Regions from separate parts of the Mus musculus genome. Here region 2 is linked to region 1. Evidence: chromatin contacts called from public promoter capture Hi-C data. All regions are on one chromosome and are shown on one strand. Each heading gives the region's core, a stretch centred on a gene start, on an enhancer-like site or on the middle of the called end of the contact. The rest is flanking DNA. Distances are from core to core; before and after follow the strand shown.

Region 1 (2,617 bases), core at 70-2,569:
ACATCTAACCTTTCCACTTAGAAGCTGATGCTGGCACCATCTCCCTGCAGGCTGGCTGGCCTTGCCCATTGCTTCTCGGGAACTTCATCTTTAGGAGGTGGGGTGGGGTGGGAAGGGGAGGGGAGGGGTTACTTAGTAGATAAAAAACTTGCCACACACGAATGAGGACCAGAGTTCTATGGTGGCTTGCCTATGATCCCAGAGCTCAGAAGGCAGAGACTGGGTCCCTGGAGTCAGATGGCTGGCTAGCTATCAGTGAGCTCAGGGTTCAGCTGAGAGAGCCTACCTTGACGAATGAGGTGGAGAGTGATCTAGGATTCCTGACTTGTACCTTGGGCCTCCACCCCATGAATACACAAGTGCACTCAAGCGTGCACATAATCCACACACCTAAGACCTCCATATCCTCCAAAGCCAGCATTCGCCCCTCACTTTAGTAAGTGCACTGTTCCCAGGGGTTTAGGCAGGGAAGGGTGCTCTACGTTGAGTTTTGAAGGAGAGAGGATGAAAGCTCAAATGCCAGGGCAGGAGACGCTCTTCCAGTCTGACTGCTTACTGTCCCCATATAGCAGCAGAGGATAGTCCCAGATCATGCTTTCAGCTTCCCTGTCCAGGGACATTCGATGCCTTGCTGAGGAGAGGTAAAGGCTAGGTTTAGTGCACACACTCCATTGATTCAGCCTGGACATTTTCCTCTTCTGAGAATCCATGCTCTTTTAAAGCCACTACTTTTGAAACTCTAAACCACCAAGAGGCCTCTTTTTTCTTCCTCTTCCCATCCCCAGTTTCCACTGCACCGATTAAAACCAGGATGGGAAACATTTGCTGCCTGGTCCCAATTATTGTATCCTTGCCTAAAATGAAGGGCTTCCCTTCACAAGTCTGGCAGATTGGCCTCCACCTTTCCCGTAACTTAATTCTCAGGCTCCCCCACCCATTCCCTGGGGGGTTGCTATTGCTGCTGGTAGCTGGAGGCAGCTGTTTTGCCCAGACTTGCAGACCCGACCTGGCCAGGGGCCAGATTCTTCAGTCGCCTTAGGAAGAGAGCAGTGGTACCATCCCATCATGGGTGACAAAGAACAATCAAAGGATTGAATGGCTCCAGGACCAGGACTATAAGCCAGCCAATAGCTTAGGTGGCCATGAAAATGCACAGCTGTGGGGTTGGAGGGTAGGCACCTCTTTGGACCCGACAGGCTGCTGGCCACCAGCGGTCAAATTCCGGAGCGTGTGCGCCTAGGGCGGGGCCTGGGTTGTGGGGAGGGCCGGGCCGCCCCCGACTCTCGCACTCCTGGCTCCCGCGCCACACCGCAGAAGCTGGGTGGGAAGGGCGGGTGCCAGCGCACGCGCGCCACGTTCCCGGGAAGAAAGGTTGTCCGAGCCGGACCAAAGCTGGCTTAGTGTTTCAGGAAGGACCACCTGGAGTGTGTGTGAGCTGCTGGGACGGACTAGAGGAAAAGGGCACCATGGCGGCCCTCCTGCTGCTGCTGCCCTTACTCTTGCTCCTGCCTCTGCTGCTGAAGCTAGACGTCTGGCCTCAGCTGCGCTGGCTGCCGGCCGACCTGGCCTTCACAGTTCGCGCCCTCCGCTGCAAAAGGGCCCTTCGAGCACGCGCGCTGGCCGCAGCGGCCGCCGACCCCGAAAGCTCTGAGAGCGGGTGCAGTCTGGCCTGGCGTCTCGCGTACCTGGCCCGGGAGCAGCCGACACACACCTTCCTCATCCACGGCGCGCAGCGCTTTAGCTACGCGGAGGCTGAGCGCGAGAGCAACCGGATTGCTCGCGCCTTTCTGCGCGCACGGGGCTGGACCGGGGGCCGCCGAGGCTCGGGCAGGGGCAGCACTGAGGAAGGCGCACGCGTGGCGCCTCCGGCTGGAGATGCGGCTGCTAGAGGGACGACCGCGCCCCCTCTGGCACCCGGGGCGACCGTGGCGCTGCTCCTCCCAGCGGGCCCGGATTTCCTTTGGATTTGGTTCGGACTGGCCAAAGCTGGCCTGCGCACGGCCTTTGTGCCCACCGCTTTACGCCGAGGACCCCTGCTGCACTGCCTCCGCAGCTGCGGTGCGAGTGCGCTCGTGCTGGCCACAGGTAAGGCTGCGAGCCAGAGAGGGCGCGCCTGCTCCCTAGACCCGAGGTGCAGAAGTGAGTGGGAATAAGAAAGAGGCCTGGGTTTGGGGAGGGATGTGCTAGACCCAAAGAATTCTTAAGCCGTCGGATTACAGGTCCCAGGCAAGACGTGGGATCCCCACATTGCCACCCTCACCCTAGAGCATTGCACAAGGACAGAGCAAACCAACCAGGTGATGGAAGGCTTTAGAGTAGCTGGAGAACCTCGAAGCTGGGTTTGCCTACCCTTGTAGAGTTCCTGGAGTCCCTGGAGCCGGACCTGCCGGCCTTGAGAGCCATGGGGCTCCACCTATGGGCGACGGGCCCTGAAACTAATGTAGCTGGAATCAGCAATTTGCTATCGGAAGCAGCAGACCAAGTGGATGAGCCAGTGCCGGGGTACCTCTCTGCCCCCCAGAACATAATGGACACCTGCCTGTACATCTTCACCTCTGGCACTACTGGTGAGGACTGGATACAATACTTCTCAGACACTGAGGCAGAGGGTGGCAAG
Region 2 (2,617 bases), core at 50-2,549, 140 kb before region 1:
TTCCAAACTCCAGTTTCGAGTCATTACAGTTGCCCAGGTTGGCAATTTTCTCTTCTAACCCACAGTTGCTCTGAGGACAGGAAAGACATCAAAACTCAACAAGGCAGCACTTCCAGATCTTCCTGCCCCACCCTGGCCTGGGGCAAGTAGTAGGACAGGAACCTACCAGGTGTCCACAAAGGGGAAAGATACAGGGTTCCCAATGCCAGTGGGGTGGGGTCCTGGAGCACTAGCTTGGGAAGTCAGGGGTATGGGTGGGGGGTGGGGAGGGTCCACTCCCTCAGTACCGGCATGAGGTGTGGCAGCTGCTGGGTAACCAGGTCTCGAAGCTCAGCAGGGGTCAGTGTTTCCTTTTTACCCGCCACAGAGTATTTATGGAAGTTCTTGATGAGTGTCTCAATGGCCCTCTCTACATCACTGAATTCTTGGGCATCCTGAAGGAGATACAACCCACATGAGGAGGGCCCACCCACCCTACAAAACCCTTCTCAGGAGCCTGGAAAGTCAACAGGGTAGAAAGTGGCTAGAAGACACTCTAGAGGCCAGAATCCTGCCCACTCCCTCTCCTCTGGCACAGCGTCTAGGGCACAGTGGCCTCTGCCTTAAGATTAGGCAAGCCCTACACCCCCGATCTCAGGCAGGGCAGGCTCTAGCATGTGCCCAGACATCCTATTTCCAGAAGAAATTCATTTGCATCACCCTGTGTAGGCACAAGGGAGGGGATTTGGGACTTGCTGGCAATATCTACAGGCCAAGGCCTAGGAAGAGAGCAGAATTCAGTGAGGGGGCGCAAACCCTCATAACAGAAGAGGTGAATGTAAGAACAGAAAGACAGGCCAGATGAACGGGCCCACCTCAGCATTGGCTGACCGACACTGTCCCATCGTTCCTGGTACACTGGTCCTTCCTTCTGTGAGTTGAGTTTTGTCGTCTGTCCTATAGCCTGCCCCACAGGAGCTGATGGATCATGATCTACCTAGAGGAGGGGGAGACCTAAGGTGAGAAGAAAGCTCATTCTTCTTTTTTTCACGACCACGTTTGGCTCCACCCAACATATGCCTTCACCTTCACTGATCCAGCCCCTGACAAAGCCACAGCCCCCAAGCCAACTCACTCAGAGGGAATCCCCCTCAGCTCCATTCCTTCCCACCTCCTCCAGCCACCCCTGTAAGACTTGGGCAAGAGAGGCATGGGTTGCTCCCTGGAGAAGGACAGCCCATCCAGGTTGAAGGCGCTGAGCTTTCTTACCTGCTGGCAGCTGGGAGACAGGATGGAGGAGCCAGCTCACCTGAGCTCTGCTCTTATACCTGGGGGAAGGGAGGGGAGACGGGGCAGGGCCAGGGCCTTATCCCTCAGCCACCCCAGCTATTGCAGCCTCCTGGGCTGGGAGCCAGCTTTATGAGCCCCACCCTCTACAGCTCTAGAGTCAGTCCCCACCCCTATCATGAGGAGGAAGCCGTGGAGGGCTGGGTACGGGATGCCCCTGGCGCAAGATCACCTTACAGAGTCACAGGGAGAGGAAAAAGAAAAGCTAGGGAGATGCAGAGGGGATCTTAGCTAGGAGGGTAAGAACCTGAGGCAGCTATGATGCAGGGGAGCAGAGGGGGTCGACAAAAGAGAAGCAAGGGCTGATCAACGGAAGCTTATGGAAGGAGAAGCTTGAACGAGGCCCATGGATCTCTGTGCTTTGGCATCTCTCTTCTCCTCTCCCTTCCAACTAGAGCTAATTTGGCTTGGATCACTCGGGCCTGCTGAAACCTAGAGTCAAGCCTCTCAGTCCTGACAGCCTAGAGATGAAAGGTTGAAAGGAGAGGCCAGAGGAGTGTGTCCCAGTACTGGGAAGGCACTGAGCCTTCACCTGAAGTCCTGCCAGCACCCTGCAGCAGCCCAGGGTGCACATGTGCAAGCTCAAAGGAGTTACCTGGCAGGTAACCACCTCTCCAAACTGGTTACACTGCTACCTCCTCCCTCCTTCAAAGTCCTACCCTCTCCCTGAACGGCATCTCAATACCAGCCCTCCAAGCTACTACCCAGGCACCCCAGGGGAAACCTAAACTGTATTTCCTAGGACTGTGACTAACCCAACTAGCCTTCCTACCTGCCCAGGACCTAGGGCCTAAAGCCACAGGGAAGCAGAGACAGGTGGAAGGACAGAGGAGTCAGTGGAAGGATTGCATGGACCTAGAGTCAAAATTCCCTTCCTTACTCTGAAATCAGAGAATATGCCCAGACAGTCTTCCTGTGTCACATGCTGGAGGGCTCCTGTATTTCTGGTCTCAATCAGGGATTTGTCTACATGTCTCATTTAGAGACCTCTGAAAGGCATCAATCTGGAGACCCTACAAGGGTCTCGTCATCTGAAGGGCCAGGAATTCGGAAAACCTCTCAAATGTGTCTACCGACATCCCTCTGGGGTCCCTCTGGGGCCTCTTTCCTGCCTCTTGATGGGGAATTTGTCTCTGCTAATTTTTCTCTGGTTGACTAGCTGCCCCAAGTGGACATCCACAGTTACAGCAGTGACAACCCAGGGCTTACATCACTGCCACACCCCTACTCTCTCTAGTGGTGAGTTATACAAAACACTTGCTCCTCAAGTCAGAGGATACTTGGGAGGGAA

What was found. Capture Hi-C pulls out chosen DNA fragments and counts their contacts.
Region 2: a contact with region 1 is called in a promoter capture Hi-C map of liver. The contact joins the promoter of S100a14 here to the promoter of Slc27a3 in region 1. A contact is called at or near these places in 7 of 39 promoter capture datasets (the C10 cell line, cranial neural crest, frontonasal cranial neural crest and 4 more), 1 of 115 datasets of contacts at active chromatin or transcription factors (embryonic stem cells) and 3 of 9 other capture datasets (adipose tissue, liver and pancreatic islet).

The regions. Positions count from the first base shown.
Region 1 is chr3:90,388,640-90,391,256 of GRCm38.p6, reverse strand. It overlaps Slc27a3 (solute carrier family 27 (fatty acid transporter), member 3), which reads left to right and starts at 1,319. Exons shown (of 10, transcript NM_011988.3): 1 at 1,319-2,085; 2 at 2,358-2,567. The coding sequence starts at 1,467.
Region 2 is chr3:90,525,531-90,528,147 of GRCm38.p6, reverse strand. It overlaps S100a14 (S100 calcium binding protein A14), which reads right to left and starts at 1,299. Exons shown (of 4, transcript NM_025393.4): 1 at 1,249-1,299; 2 at 855-976; 3 at 288-434; 4 at 1-70. The coding sequence starts at 884.